Regions from separate parts of the Mus musculus genome. Here all the other regions are linked to region 1. The links are chromatin contacts, called in public HiCAR-type, HiChIP or PLAC-seq and promoter capture Hi-C maps. All regions are on one chromosome and are shown on one strand. The core of a region is the stretch at or near the end of the contact, and the rest is flanking DNA. Distances in the headings are between cores, read along the strand shown. Region 1 holds the start of Ddx25 (DEAD box helicase 25). Region 2 overlaps Slc37a2 (solute carrier family 37 (glycerol-3-phosphate transporter), member 2). Region 3 holds the start of Chek1 (checkpoint kinase 1). Region 4 overlaps Chek1 (checkpoint kinase 1). Region 5 holds the start of Kirrel3 (kirre like nephrin family adhesion molecule 3).

Region 1 (2,886 bases), core at 125-2,624:
TGAAAAGAATTGTGTAAAACAAAACCCAAAGTTTCCCGCCACCCCTTCCTTCCATAGCATAATTAATGGGCTTCCACTGTTCATATTTGAGCAATTTTGATGTAGTAGAGGCCCTCTAAACTAGTTACAGACTCTAAGCCCCGCCGATGGGATTTCCTAGCTGCTAGAAGTTCCAGGCACGACACGATATGCGTTGTCCTAAGTCCCATTTCATACACCAAGGCCTTCTTAAACACTTAAATACCAGGGCAGAAGGTAGCAGTTCAGCCTCCATCTGTTCATTCCTCTCTAGAACTCAAAGATGCCCAACTCAGAGTTTAACTCACCTTCCGGTCCTCAGTAGGCGGCCATGCGGCTAGCCGGAAGCTATGGCTTTCCGTCTTCAGTAAGCATGCGCGGCTTCACCAAGCGTGCGCCGACGGTTCTGGGAAATGTAGTTCGGAAGGCACGGTGTGGGCTTTTAGCCGAAGCCCACCGCATGCGCAGGTTTCTGATGCAGCTTCCTCTTTACCGCAAGCCAATACGAGAAATATAGTCTGGTCTAAAATGAGAAAAAAAGATTTTCAAATGCTGGCTATCCTATATGAAAACTAAGAGATTGAAGATCCTGTCCCAACATCGTTTAATTAACAGAAATTTAACCTTGAGAGTCGAAACATTTACTACTAGAATGTAAATGTAAGGGTTAAAGGGAAATGCTTTGACCTGAAAACACTGAAAGATTGCGACAGAACAGGGCCAAGGAATTCTGCTTCAGCACCACGGAGAGATCATGGCTCCAGTTTTGAGTTTCTGCTTTTGACAATTATAGAAATGTTGCCCCAAGTCTTAAAATTCCAGTCAGAAAACTGAAAATCCTGGTTCTTTGGTCCAAACTTAGCATAAGGTTGGACCAAAGAGCTACCCCAGAGCTGTGCAATACATGTCATAGATATAGATAGTGGTGGTCCAGATTGCTTTAAAAGGAGACCCCTCCTTAGAATAAAAATTAAAATATGCGTGTATGTGGGCACATCACAGGTATCCTGGACACATGTCCGCACTTGAGTTCTGTTTTCCTTCTGAACCTCTGGTCAAGCCCATCTCTCCCTCCACTGTGCAACCTCACACCTGGTGATGCCCAAGCGGGGCTGTCGGGAGAGATACCCGCACGAGAGCCTGCAGCGCGGTGTGTGTACCGCCTCCGTGCCCACTTTCTCTCTGCTGTGCGGATGGCCGGCTGGTCAAACGGAAAGCTCGCGGGTGTCCCGCACAGCTGCGCCCCGCACCTCTCTCCCTCCGCCCGCCCCGCGCCGGGCCCGCGCCTGCGCACTGCGCCGCGCCACGGGTGGTCGCGAGGCGGACGCCGGTCCCGGAGCCTGACCATTGGCCACTGAGCCGAGCCGGCGCTGCCCCGCGCGGGGGTGGCAGCACGTGCCAGGGGCGAGAGCGGAGACCGCAGCTATGGCGTCGTTACTTTGGGGAGGCGACGCCGGGGCGGCGGAGAGCGAGCGGCTGAACAGCCACGTAACTGCCGCTGAGCAGGGGAGGGCCCAGGGGCGGGGGCTAGAACAGGGACTCCCGAGGGAAGTCCCCTGGGAAGGGGAGCGCCCGGCCGGCGTTTAGAGCGGGGTGTCAAGTGATGGGGGGTGTCAAGTGATGGGGGGCTGGGCTGGAAAGGCCACAGAAAAGGAGACTCCCAGAAAGGACCGACCTTTGATTTGAAAGGGCAGAGACCCCCTCAGGAAATACAGAGAGAGTGCGCAGCTGCTAGTCCTATCTGTACTGAGTTTTCTCCTATCCTGGTTTTGACCATTTAGCAGGCTTCTCATCTTCATAGCCACCTTCCCCTTGTAGTTGTAAACCACCCATCACCCAGATGCTGCCCATATTCAAACTAAGAGCCCTTATAAAGAGAGACTATGGAAGCCCCCATTCTATTATATGAGAATTCATACAATTACACAGATTCTTATAATGAAATCATTAACCCTTAACATTGCAAAGGAAGCAGTTTGAGGTGGTCTTCCCTCCCCTTGCTGTAGGATAGCGCCATGCTTCTTGCTTGATGTCCTGCTTCCTAACCTTGGTTGAATTTTGTGCCTTTCAATAGTTTTCAAATCTCGTCCATCCCAGGAAGAACCTTCGTGGTATTAGGAGTACCACAGTCCCAAACATAGGTGAGTGTTGTTAGGCTAAAGCAAGACTGGCTTAATTAACACCTTTGCTTTCCCCATGTATCTGCCATGAAATAGCTTTGGCTTCCTTCCTCTCCACTGAAAATCCTCCACCTCCTCAGGCACATCGCTTTACTCTTGCAGGAGATGGCTCTGTTTGCATACACTGTAGCGTCTGTGAGACGTTCTGAGAATGCATTGTATGTTTCCACTCAACATTTTTCTTTATGCTTCTTATTTTCCCTTTTACCCTCATAGACGGCTCTCTTAACACGGAAGATGATGATGATGATGAAGACGATGTAGGTAGGAGACAAGCTCGACTGAATGTACCTATTAGCTCTGCTGCTTGGTTTACCATCGCTTTGACTGTGCTAAAAGGATTAATTTCCTTGGGAAAGCACTATCTTTGTTTTCTTTTTGAATGAATACTATGGGGGGGGAGTACTGAATTAGGAGGGGGGTGCATTCCTTTAGACTACGTTGAAATGAAAACTGCAAGGTGTAGATTAAGAATTTTCGGTTTGGCTAGGAAGATATTGCAATTAGATGTCGGTCTGCACGTGGTCAAGGGTTTGCACAACAGAGCATAAGAAACTGGGTCTTGGTAAAAGGAGGGAATCCTCGGTGCTGTGGCATTCCTTCTCGGACTTCCTTTTGTCAGGAAGATGAGAACAAGCTGCTGTTGGTTGATATGTACTGTTGCTCAGTAGGAGATAACAGTTAATTA
Region 2 (2,886 bases), core at 237-2,736, 1.7 Mb before region 1:
AAGCTACATTGCCACTAAGGAAGGGTACAGAAAACTCTATGGGAAGGGGCTGCTGAGCACCAAGCATGGGAACATGGCAGACTTCAAGGCCTGAGCTCTGGGAACTGCAATCAGAAGGAATGGGCTGAAAGCAGAAAGGAAGGACAGGTTCAGACTCTTGCTTGTTTGGATTCCAAGGCCTGGAAAAGGTGCATCTCTCCTTCCCATGTTAAATTATAAACCTCTGTAATTATCCTGTACCTATGAGGGATTTCACCTTGTTTCAAAGGTGCTGGGCCTCTCTCTCTCTCTGTTTCTGTCTCTGTGTCTGTCTCTGTCTATGAACTATTCTTTCTGTATTTCTCCAAGTAGGACCCTGTTGATCTATCCTCCACTCGATCCTGTTGATAACTCAGCCACTTTGAAGCATTAGTGCTGCCTTTGCAGAGTCAAGGCTTGGATGGGGTACGGGAGCTGTCATAAGTACTAAATGTAGGGGAACTTGCTCTCGGGCTCTTGACCGTGTCCACCCTCAGAGCCCAGTACCTTCCTTGCCTCACTCTTAAGATGCCTCAGTGGATGAAGACATCAGGGTCAGTTTGGTGAAGACTAAGGTGTTGTATACAACTGCAAATGCCAGTGTGAATTAAGCACTGGGTGCTCAAGTCATGACAGCTGTCCTTTAAGAACAAACAGGAAGTGGCTATGGGAAGAACTTAACCCTGAACATAGGTGCCAAGTTTAGCAAGAAATGAAGATACCACTGGAAACATCTGCGTAACTGCTACTGAGCAGTTGCTAGGAGACACCTTGCAGCCACCCTCTGCCTGGTGTTCTGATGCCCCTTCCTTCCGCTCTTGAGTCCTGGTTCACGACATGCCAGGCTGACTCCTGGCATTTCCGCCTGACCTCTAAGCTGCCCATCAGCACCAATACAGATTTCCTTTGCCAACTGTGCCACTGCTTATCCTTGGTAGGGCCTGGCATAGCAGCAGCCATGGGGCTCGTGAGGGGCAGTAAAGCATTGTCACATGAACAACAAAGATTGGTGTTCTGGGGCTGCGACAGCTGTCTTTCCCAGAGGGCATTGCTCATGACATTGATAACACTGTGCAATCCAGCAGGAGCCTAGACCCCCATACAAGATACATCCATTGCATTTACTAGGATGTTGTGTCAGTCAGTGTGTTAGCTAGATACACTGGCCTCAGCAATAAAATATAAAGCTCACTTGCCTGGTTCTCACTTTAGTCCTGCAGGAAGCAGTCAGTCAGGCACATCTTATCCTCAGGACCTGGTACAGGGCAGGGGCTGGCACATGGTAGTCTGCTCAGTGTTCACAAATCCCTCAAGACCAGAAAGACTGACCTTATGTGGAAAGGACAGACTTTAAGGCAAAGCTGTGTTACTTCTGTAGGCCACTAGATGGTGATAGCATCCCGTAGTAGAGTCCAGGGCAGGCAGGGTTGCTATTCCTTCCTCTGCAGAGAAGGAAGACTCTGCTTTCCTGACACAGCCTCTTGAGAGATCAGTGTGGGAGGAGTGGTTCTAGGAGGTCTTCTCTATCTCAGCCTCATTACTTACCACATTCTTCCTGTCTCCTCATCTACACAGGGGAATAACATTGCTCAAGGCATGGGACTGGTGTGAAGGGAGATAAGTGTTAGTCACACTTGCTGCTCTTGTCTCCTTTGCAGAGAAGACAGACTATGAAAATAGAAACAACACAAGCTACAAAGCAATGACCTCAGTTGAGGGCTACATCATTCATTAGTTCAGACCTGATGCGACAGGACTGGTGGGCAGGGCCAGTAGGGGCGATCCTGGTGGCTTCACGTGTGACAGTATTTGAAGGAAGAATCCAAGGGCCTTGGATGATCAATATGAAAAGGCAGTGAGAAGCAGAAGACAGAAGAAGCTAATATAAATCTTGTCATGCTGTCCTATGCTGGGATAAGGACCAGAGCATGGACACACGCACACATGCACTCCAGGCAGGCAAGAGAGTCATTAGAAAGCTTCAAAAGATTTGTGAGAGCCCAGAGCCAGGCTTCAAAAATGAAGGCTTAGGCTGGAGGTGTAAGAAGAGGGTTGGAGAAAACCCCAAAGGCTGAGGATCACCACCCCCATGGACCGTTCTGCACTCGCTTGCCAGGCCAGGTTCTCTGCACCCTCCTCATCCCCCCAACACGCCAGCTCTGCGCACAGTTTGTTCACTAGAGGCCTGGTACCTGTCTTCTCTCAGGCCTCTGCACTCACACGGGGCTAATGCAGGAACATTACCTTAATTAGTTATTCATTTAATTTAACTTCACATTTGGTCTCAATTAAGCTTAAAATGTTCTTCCTTATAGATGCTACAATAGCACGTGTAATTAAAAGGCAATAACTCTTTGTGTTTCTCCTTTAGAGACCCACTGGGAGGCTGGGCTAGTGTGTATGAGGAGTGGCAGGTGGGAAGTAGCTGGAAGGGAAAGAGCCTCTTGTAGAGCTGAGAATTTTAAGGCTTCACTGAAGGAGTGAGGAAGGACCTAAACATGGGACCAGACAGAGGGTGGGGAGGGCCGCTGCAGGGAGCCATGAGACCTAGACAAAGCAACCGACCTTGTCCACGAGGCTATGGGAATAAGGGAGGTTTGGGGGTGGAAGGAGGCCATCCTTACAGCTAAGAAATGGAACCCTATATCCTGTAGAAGGTGTAATGCCTCCCCCCCCCCAGACTGTCTACACCCTAATTCTTAGATCCCATAAATATATTGTGCTACATGATAAACGAGACTTCTTGAGATGGGTTGTCAACTGAGCCCAGGATAACTACAAGGCTCTCATGAATGACAGTGAGGCAGGGGTGGAAAACAGTGGAAGATGTTACATTGCTGATTTCTGAATGCAGAAAGGGCTCATCAA
Region 3 (2,886 bases), core at 284-2,783, 1.2 Mb before region 1:
TTCCAGGAAATAAGACATTGATTCCATTTAAGACTAGAGGAACCTAGATTCCATTTAAGAGCACTTGGGAGGCAGAGGCAGGTGAATTTCTGAGTTCGAGGCCAGCCGGTCTACAGAGTGAGTTCCAGGACAGCCAGGGCTACACAGAGAAACCCTGTCTCAAAAAACCAAAAAAAAAAAAAAAAAAAAAAGACTAAATCAACCTCTTGTAGATTTCAGAATATACACAGGAAATCACAAAGAAATGGAAATAATCTAATAGCTTGTTTTTAATTACACGAACCCTAAACTGATAACATGGTTTAAGTTTAAACATTTCCAGGTTAGATTTCATGGAGTTGGAGATGTAGCTCAGAGGCAATGCACTTGACTAGCCAGCACATGGTTTCATTGTTTCCTTATTTTTTGTATCCAAGTCCCTTTTCTTAGAATTGACATTTCTCTATTATGAGACTTTTGTATGCTTGGCAGGCATTCTACCATTATGCCATAAGTCTAGCCTAGTTAAGGAATATTGATTGTGCTCCCCAACCCACCTCCTTTTTTTTTTTTAGATAAGATCACACACACTCACACACCCTTGGCTCAGGCTGACCAACCTGAATCACTTTCCCTGGCTCAACCTCCCTAGACTGAGGTTATAGATGAGTCACCATTAAGTCTACTTTGCTGTTTGTTTTTTCTTGAAAGCGAGCATCTTGGTTGGGTATCTCCTGCTTTATCTCTATAGTGTGGTGGGCCACCGTGCTTGTTTAAGAAAGCTAGTACAGGCAAATAGTCGTGTGTCCCCCCCCCCCCAAAAAAAAAAAAAAGATTTAACTGGTTCTGGAGCCTCCTGTTCAGGCAATATTGGTGACTCTCACTGCACTTTCCCCTCACACATCCGCGGCGATGTGGTTTTTTTTCCCCTTCGTTTTTTTTTTTTTTTTTTTGGTAAGACTAACCCTGTATAACTCGGATTGCCTTGAACTCAAGATCTTCTTGCTTACGCTTCCCAAGTTCTAGGTCTACAAGCATGCACCACCACACTTGCTTTCCTTCGTTTTTTTTTTTTTTTTTTTTCAGAATTCCAGCAGCAGTTGCTAGCTTCTCAATTCGAATACTAAGGGGGGCACAATTGAGTTTACAGAGCACTCTGTGTCGCTTAGTTTGAGCCTTCCTCCCTGGGGCTCCGAGGTCAAGAGCAGGTCGGTTTACGTACTTAACGGTGCAGCCTTTGCAGGCTCTGAGTGGCAGGGAACCTGGGTTCTTGGCCCAACTGGTGGCGCAGTCTGGATGGAGGCTTCGGTGCCTCTGTGGAGCAACGTAAGGCGTGGCACACGCCCCGTGCCATTTCCATTTCATTCGGACTCAGAGATCAGTTCTCACCAAAGCAGTCGTCAATACCAAATCTGGTCAGCTTGTGTCTTAACTACGGCCACATCAGAATTTCAGCCAGTATTAGAAGGAAGGGTCCTTGCGCGGTCGGTCTACTGAAGTCGCTCCTCTGCAGAGCCTGGGATAGGACAACGCGCGCCGGCCCGCTTTACGGCAGAGGTGTGCGCTTTTGCGACAGCATGACGCAAGCAGGTTTTGGCGGGAAAAGCTGTGCATTTGGATTCCTGTGGCAGCTGGCAAAGGACTGCTTGGTGAGAAGGGCGTCCTGAACAGTGGGAAAGAACTCCAGCAAAGGACCCAGAGGGCTTGTTTAGTGTGGACGGGCGCGGGGAGGGAGTGGTCCAGACTAGCAGAGAGGTGGGAGGGCCGCCCGGAGCCCGGGCTGGAGCGGGTGGCCCGTGGCTCTCCAGCATAAAGGGACCAGAGCGATTGTAAGGCTCCGGGGTTCGCATGCTTTCCCGGCTCTAGGGGTCCCTGCCTCCCGCTTCTCTCCGCGGCTTGGCCCCGCCCTGTTCCCTCCCGGTGCTGGGGACACGTGCCGTTGGGGTGGGAATTGGAAGTGAGCGGGTGGGAGGAGGGGCTGCTCTGGCAGTAATTACCGTAGTTACACCCAGCTGCTCCCCACCCCCGCACCCTGACCTGCCCGCAACTCCCTTTCCGGATCATTCACCCGAAAGCTCTTGTCTTGCAACCCTGGAGCCAAGCAAGTGCTCAGTTTTGCATAAAGGCGGACGGAGGACAAACGTGGAAACAGGATTTGTGATAAACAGGACAAAATGTTCAAGTTCAGTATTATGACGTGGGTAAATATGGTTCAGATGTAAGATGAAAAGAAAGTCGTGCGGAATCATAGCAGGAGACATGGCTCAGTGGCATTACAGGTGATGAGAGTTTACACTCATCCCCAGTATTTTCTGGGATCCTGCATTTTACAGTCGCTGTGCTTGGAGTCATGGCAGTGCCTTTTGTGGAAGACTGGGATTTGGTGCAAACTTTGGGAGAAGGTGCCTATGGAGAGTAAGTTTGAGTCCTCATTTTAATTTTTTATTGCAGTGTGTGTCTGTCTGTCTGTCTGTCTGTCTGTCGTGCTATGGTGCGTGCACCTGTGGAGGTCAGAAGACAACTTGCAGGAGCTGGTTCTGTTGAAGGTTTGGAGGGATCATTAGGCCTGACAGCAAGAGGCTTAACCTGCCTGGCCATTACCATGGTCTTCCTAATTTAAATATTACCTGTTTGTTTGCTTTAGTTTTCCACCTGTTGTCTGAGTACACACTTTAAAAAAAGTCCTTTATTTCAAGTGGCAAAGAGCATGGATATTCGCATTTGTACATCAAGGCTCTGAGTGAGTGAAGCACATCCACACCTGTTCCTCCTCTTTTGTGATGGTAGACATTGAACCTAGTGCATCACTCATGCTGGGCTTATGCTCTGCCATGAGCTACATTTCTAGGCCTGTAAAACACCAAATTTCTTCTTACATTTGTTTTTGTTCAGATCAAAATCTTGTTA
Region 4 (2,886 bases), core at 180-2,679, 1.1 Mb before region 1:
GTTTCATTCCTTTTGGTGACTAATACTCCATATTATGTATGTCTGTGCGTGTGTGTGTGTGTGTGTGTGTGTGTGTGTGTGTGTATGTATACTCTTTCATATGATCATGCATATTTGGATTGTTGCCACCTTTTGTCCATGTAATTGATACTGGTGTGAACATGAATATATAAGTACCTGCTCAAGTATGTTTTTAATTTTTTGTGTATAGACCCTGAGGTAGAATTGCTATGTCATATGATAATTGTGTGTTGTTTATTTTTTTCCGCTTATAAAATACAACAATTTATTTAAAATTTGTAACAACTGTTTTTTGAAACAGGACCTCACTGTGTAGATCAGACTGGCCTTTGGCCTGTGAACTCATTGTCCAGCCCAGGCTGTTTCTTTTTTTCCTGACTCTGTCTCCCAAATACTGTGATTACATAGCATGCCTGGCCCAACTTGACTTTGACAGGACAGCTATATTTACAGCTATGTTGTCTTTCCTGTGTAATTTTATTAACACCAAAAGCTATATCTTTAAATGTTGTACGCACACTACAGTAAATATGGGTTTTATTTATTTTTTTATTTTGAATCAAGTTTTCATGTAGTCTAGGCTGGCCTTTAACTTGCTATCCATGAGTGGATAGCTTTAAATTCCTCATCTTTCTGCCTCTACCTCCTAAGTGCTGGGATTACAGATGGCGTGACAGCTCATCTACATCTTCTCCATCCTTGGGTTTTACATAATTGTTCTTATATTTGTTGTTGCTGGGGATCCAATCTAGGATCACATTCAAGTCTTGCAAACACTTTTACTGAGCCAGATCCTTTTTTTTTTTTAAAGCAAGTTTGACAATTCTTTTTTTTTAAAAATTAATTTATTTATTATATGTGTGTACACTGTAGCTATCTTCAGACACTCCAGAAGAGGGCATTAGATTTTTGTTACGGATGGTTGTGAGCCACCATGTGGTTGCTGGGATTTGAACTCAGGACCTTTGGAAGAGCAGTCGGTGCTCTTAACCACTGAACCATCTCACCAGCCCCACTGAGCCAGATCCTTAAGCTGGGATTTTTAGTTATGCCTTTTCAGAGGTATTTGTATTGTGGTTTTTTACTGCTCTCTAGCATCTTTTCATCTAAAGTTCAAGGGCAATCTGTAGGCACAATTTTTTTGCAGCCTATTGTAATAAGGGTTCAACCTCTCTTCTTGCCCACCACCTGCTAGAGGTAGCAGAAAAGAAAAGTTATTAGAGATGGGGGAAGTAGACCTGTTTAGCAATAATTTTTAGCCCTTTAGGGGTGAGCTTGATCTTCTTTGTCCCCCGTTCAGTCCCATAGCAAACACCAAACAGAAATCAGCAACTACCGTCCGGTCCTCTTGGCAGGCAGATAACAATCTGTAGTTCAGTCCTGAGGAAACCACAAGGCTTGCCAACTGGTCCGAGGCTATGGAAGCAGCAAGAATTAGAGCAGTTCTTTGGTGAGCCTCTTCCAATGGCAGCATTACCACAAGTGGAGCTCAACAACAATATGTAGGGCCAACTAATACATGTGTGTCATTAGTGAAGAGTAGCTAGGCAGAGCAAGCCAAACCAACGCTCTTGCTCTCATTGTGTGCGGGATCATATTTATACTCCTTCATCATGTGTCCTTTCACCTGTGTCTGCTTCATGAAAACATTCTTTCACATGCCTGCTTTAGCGAGATATTCTTTTATCTGTGTGCCCCAGCAAAAAATCATTTGTCATAACTGACTTTCCGAAGAAACTTAGAAATTTCCACTTTAGCAATCTTAATCATTTCTTACATAGCAGTAGTAGTTATAATCAGTTCCTTTAGCCCACTGTCTGTGAATCTTAATTTTGCCTTTATTTCTATGGGATAATTCTGTTTCACCAGACACTGAATTTTTAGTTGATAGTGTTTGGACATTTTTTTTTTCCTTTCATTAATGTATATATCACCTCACTGCCTTTGGGCCTACAAAGGTTCTGCTGAGAAATTAACTGTTTTTATGAGACAGTGGCACTAAGTAGCCCAGGGTAACCTGGGCCTCACTGATAGACCAGGCCTACATTAAACCTGCAACTCTTCTGCCTCAGCTTCCCAATGACAGGGTTACCAATGTGTACTACTGCACCCAGCTAACTGATAATCATATTTAGGATCCTTTCTCTTCAGTGAATTGCTTTGATGCCTTCAAGAGTCCTTTTTCACCTTTAGTTTTTGATAGTGTTGTGACAGTATGTATGTCTCAGTCTTAACCATCCTGAGAGCTCATTGTATTCCCTGTGTTTGCAGATCCATGCCTGTCTTCTGATTTGGAAGCATTTCAGTCAACTAGTCTCTGTCCATCCCTTAGTCACTTGTGAGGTAGTACTGACTGTGTGATAGTGTTGTTTAAGTCCCAACTTAAATTGCTTATGTCAGGCTTCCCTTCCTCCTTATTCAATTTTAAGCCTTCGGAGTTGGTGATAATCCGTGGTAGGAATGTGTGTCAGTGCTAAAACATCTGACAGTGCTGTATGGTTGAACCGAAATCAGAGTTGCGGATTCTTGGTTTAAACCTGCTGTTAAATTCTCCAGCACCAACACTGCTTGTTTACATATTGGTTTCCTGATTGCTCTCACATCAAAACCTGTTGTTCTCTGAACACACTTGAGACCCTCCATTTAAAGTGTTTCTGTGGGGAGTGTTCAGTACAGTTTTCTTTCTTTGCATGTCTTCCAATCGTTTTGTTGAAAGCTTGGCACTTGAGGCCTGGAGATAGGGCTCGGTGGTTCAGAACTCTGGCTGCTCTCACAGAGCATGCAAACCCCCAGCACCCACACTGGGCAGCTCACAGCTCACCTATAAATAGCTCCATGGGATCCAAAACACTCTTCTGGATTCTG
Region 5 (2,886 bases), core at 231-2,730, 1.1 Mb after region 1:
CACAGGCAGCCACCCATGGCGATGTTCTGCTTTCTTAAAAACTTTTACCCTTCATTTAATCAACAGATGGATGTTCTCTGTTGTGGATTTTTTTTTTTTTTCTGAAAGTCCTGTCCCTCCAAGAGCTGTGCTGGCAGGCACACATGCTGCCTCAGATGGCAGAGGTGGCACTGCCATTCCAAAAGAGTGGGACGGAATGGGTTGACTTGGCTCTTTCAGTCTTAATTCCACAGGTGACTGTTGATGCCTTTAGCTAAGTAGGCGCGTGCTTAGTCCTCCCTCCACCATGACCCACCCCATGACTCTCAGTGGCAAGGATCCCAGAGGTAGCAAAGTTCTTTCTGGAGAGTCCACCTGCTAGGATTGCAGAAAGGAAGCAATCGGCACCAGGGGCGAAATTCCATTTCATACACCTAATCCAGTGCTTGGTAGGATTCAGAATTCAGCCTTGCTCAGGGAAATGGGTGACATTCAATGTAACTCTTTACAAGCGTTCTTTTCCCCAGCCACTGTAAATACCCGCCTCAGAACCTTCCCTAATCGCATCCCTTTCTGCAACTGTGCAGACCTCGCACATTTGCTTTAAACACACCCGGGCAAGTTAGACCTTACTGAAACTGAAATCTCCACCTACGCCAGGCTCCCCTTTTCCAACCTGGCTAGAAAGGCGAGCAGGCACCCAGAAGTTCCGAATGGCCTAGCCACACGGATGTTACCTAATTAATATACCGGGTGCATAAAGAACTTACATGCATCGGAGAGTTGGAGTTGGACGTGGACAAGAAAGACGAGAAAGTGCAGCCTCCCCTGTTCTCCCAGCCCCTTCCTTCCGAAGGGAAACCCACAGTTCCATTTTGTAGCATTTGCAAATGCAAAGAAGCAATGCTACTTAACTGCCAATGGGCCGGCACCAAGACCCTCAGCTAGTACGAGTTCCCGAGCCTGTCCACCTCCCAGCTCTCAGCCCTCAGCCCTCAGCCACCCGCGCCCTCCGCTGCCGCCGCCGCCGCCGCCGCCGACTTTGCTCCAACTCCGGCGCGCCGGGTTCCTACCTTGACTGAAGAGGAAGAAGCAGAGGAAGAGCAAATCCAGCTGGAAAGGTCTCATTCCTCAGCGCGCGGGCAGCCGGCGGGCAACTTGGGTGTGCAGTTAGTTTCTCTTCAAGCGCGGCGGCTGGGCTCGCGGTGCTCAGCCTCCGCCGCCGGTCCTCCAGGGTTCGCGCCGACCATCTATCTGTCAGTCGGTCTGTCCCTCCTCTGGTCCGCTTAGGTCTCGTTGTGTCTCCGGGTATCTGCAGGCAGCCGAAACCAAATGCTTGTTTTCAGTCGCCTCGGGAAGCCGGGATCCTTAGCAATGTGCCCACTCGGAGCAGATCCATTCTCTGGTTCTTGGCATCCCAGGCACACGGCTTCCTCTGGCGGGCTCCTCCCACAGCGAGCGAACGAGCTAGCGAGCGGGCGAGCGAGCAAGCGAGTGACGAGTGACAGAAGGGCTCCTTTCACAGAAGCTGGGGCGGGGGGAAGAGGGAGGGGAAACAGGTCATAATTAAAGAGGAAACACTTGGAAAGGGGAACGCTTTGCAAAACGGGAGGGTTGCAGAAAGGCTGTGCTTTTCTTCTTTTCCCTAAACAGGGGGATACTCTGCTTTTGTTACCATTATTGACCAGAACGTATAGTGAGCACCGAGCGGAGCTGTGACTTTCTGTTCACACGATGTAATGTTGTTAAACGGGAGTGAAGTTACCGATGATTAGACTCGTGCACATGCATCAAAATGTGCCTGCCTTGCTGTTGCACTAGGGACTGGCAACTGGGCTAAAAGGTAGTCAGGGGTGCATCTTTCCCCAGCAGGGACTTAGCCAGTGTGTGTAGCCAAGGCTAGGGAGTTGAGATAAGCACAAGCAGGGCAGGCTTTGCATTTGGGGGACTTTCTTGGTGTGTGTGTGTGTGTGTGTGTGTGTGTGTGTGTGTGTGTGTTGTGTGCGTGTGTGATGTGGTGACTGGGGTGATGGTGGTGGTTTGTGTGTATGTGTGTGTGTGGGGGGGGGTAGAGGAGTGGAGGAGGGGGTTGGAATTGATAAGCCCTGGGTGTTTGGATCTTAGTTTGCTTGCACTGCTCCTAGAAAACAAAATGCAGGAGTTAAGAGCGAACGCAGGCAGGTTTGTGACACATACCTATTTATTACTATTATCCCAGTCTGTGTCTCCCCTAACAAGGACAGGCAGCAGTCTGTCTTTGCATTTGAGCCTCTCTCCTCTAATGAGCACTCCATCACTATAAGGATGCCTCTTCTCCAAAAGGTGCTGTGAGTTTGATTGCCAAGGAGAGGCCAAGGTCATAGGCAACAATTTCTTAAAAACCTGCAAGTCTTTTACCTGTCATGAAATCCACACTCAAATCAAACTCCATGTCCTCCATGATAGCAACATGAATTTTTCTAGGTCTATTTACTTGATACACATTTAGGCATGCCATGGGGGAAAGTAAAATTGACCATGCCTCCAGGAGCTTGTGATCCAAAGTGGAAGTTGAGTGCATACAAGACACAAACTCTAAGTATCTTACAAAGCAACACATAAAAATATGCAGTGTTATAGAGAGTGGGTGAAGAGGGACTAAAGGGAGAGATGGGGAAAATGAAAGATGCTTTCTCAATGTGCGTCATTCAACATTCAATTACAAAATCAATCATTACTTTCTGCAGTCTTTGGACCTTAGGGAGTCCTTTTAGGGATCTCTTACCCTTCCATCAGTATTACAGATATGGGGCTTTGCTGACTGCAAGGCACATTCCAACTCTGAGTTTCCACATGGATGTTAAAAAATGTTTCTTAGAATTTATGAACAACAAAGAAGCAGGGACGTATGCATAAGTGTGTACTGGT

What was found. Promoter capture Hi-C pulls out the DNA fragments that hold promoters and counts their contacts. HiCAR-type assays count read pairs that join an accessible place to other places. HiChIP or PLAC-seq counts read pairs in DNA pulled down with a chosen protein or histone mark.
Region 2: a promoter capture Hi-C map of pre-B cells shows a contact between it and region 1, with 7 times the contacts expected there. The contact joins the enhancer-like site here to the promoter of Ddx25 in region 1. A contact is called at or near these places in 3 of 39 promoter capture datasets (the 3T3-L1 cell line, hippocampal neurons and pre-B cells), 1 of 484 Hi-C or Micro-C datasets (pre-B cells) and 3 of 115 datasets of contacts at active chromatin or transcription factors (astrocytes, embryonic forebrain and large pre-B cells).
Region 3: an H3K27ac HiChIP or PLAC-seq map of embryonic stem cells shows a contact between it and region 1, with 9 times the contacts expected there. The contact joins the promoter of Chek1 here to the promoter of Ddx25 in region 1. A contact is called at or near these places in 21 of 39 promoter capture datasets (the 3T3-L1 cell line, the C10 cell line, the HPC-7 cell line and 12 more), 1 of 15 datasets of contacts at CTCF or cohesin (large pre-B cells), 10 of 484 Hi-C or Micro-C datasets (CD8 T cells, the G1E-ER4 cell line, LSK cells and 5 more), 26 of 115 datasets of contacts at active chromatin or transcription factors (the 230-238 cell line, CD8 T cells, astrocytes and 12 more) and 5 of 9 other capture datasets (adipose tissue, embryonic stem cells, liver and 2 more).
Region 4: a promoter capture Hi-C map of the HPC-7 cell line shows a contact between it and region 1. The contact joins the enhancer-like site here to the promoter of Ddx25 in region 1. A contact is called at or near these places in 7 of 39 promoter capture datasets (the HPC-7 cell line, cranial neural crest, embryonic stem cells and 2 more), 3 of 484 Hi-C or Micro-C datasets (the G1E-ER4 cell line, the HL-1 cell line and pre-B cells), 14 of 115 datasets of contacts at active chromatin or transcription factors (acute myeloid leukemia, cardiomyocytes, embryonic fibroblasts and 6 more) and 1 of 9 other capture datasets (macrophages).
Region 5: a contact with region 1 is called in a HiCAR-type map of astrocytes, with 7 times the contacts expected there. The contact joins the promoter of Kirrel3 here to the promoter of Ddx25 in region 1. A contact is called at or near these places in 4 of 39 promoter capture datasets (the 3T3-L1 cell line, embryonic stem cells, hippocampal neurons and 1 more), 1 of 484 Hi-C or Micro-C datasets (nephron progenitors), 1 of 115 datasets of contacts at active chromatin or transcription factors (astrocytes) and 1 of 9 other capture datasets (embryonic stem cells).

The regions. Positions count from the first base shown.
Region 1 is chr9:35,556,958-35,559,843 of GRCm38.p6, reverse strand. It overlaps Ddx25 (DEAD box helicase 25), which reads left to right and starts at 1,374. Exons shown (of 12, transcript NM_013932.4): 1 at 1,374-1,506; 2 at 2,093-2,159; 3 at 2,415-2,462. The coding sequence starts at 1,444. Pus3 (pseudouridine synthase 3) reads right to left here and starts at 1,284. Exons shown (of 5, transcript NM_023292.5): 1 at 1,111-1,284; 2 at 327-541.
Region 2 is chr9:37,228,636-37,231,521 of GRCm38.p6, reverse strand. Slc37a2 (solute carrier family 37 (glycerol-3-phosphate transporter), member 2) reads left to right here. Exons shown (of 19, transcript NM_001145960.1): 19 at 1-2,373. Among named protein-coding and RNA genes, the nearest start is that of Tmem218, 22 kb to the right of the region's middle. Within about 2 kb of position 1,486, at least 137 of the 459 cell types and tissues checked have an H3K27ac peak or open chromatin away from gene starts, as enhancers often do. A contact at or near this core is called in pre-B cells, where this site is marked.
Region 3 is chr9:36,725,305-36,728,190 of GRCm38.p6, reverse strand. It overlaps Chek1 (checkpoint kinase 1), which reads left to right and starts at 1,533. Exons shown (of 13, transcript NM_007691.5): 1 at 1,533-1,628; 2 at 2,313-2,394. The coding sequence starts at 2,330.
Region 4 is chr9:36,706,049-36,708,934 of GRCm38.p6, reverse strand. It overlaps Chek1 (checkpoint kinase 1), which reads left to right. Exons shown (of 13, transcript NM_007691.5): 13 at 1-453. Among named protein-coding and RNA genes, the nearest start is that of Acrv1, 14 kb to the right of the region's middle. Within about 2 kb of position 1,429, at least 1 of the 459 cell types and tissues checked has an H3K27ac peak or open chromatin away from gene starts, as enhancers often do. A contact at or near this core is called in the HPC-7 cell line, where this site is marked.
Region 5 is chr9:34,487,325-34,490,210 of GRCm38.p6, reverse strand. Kirrel3 (kirre like nephrin family adhesion molecule 3) reads right to left here and starts at 1,480. Exons shown (of 17, transcript NM_001190911.1): 1 at 1,053-1,480. The coding sequence starts at 1,107.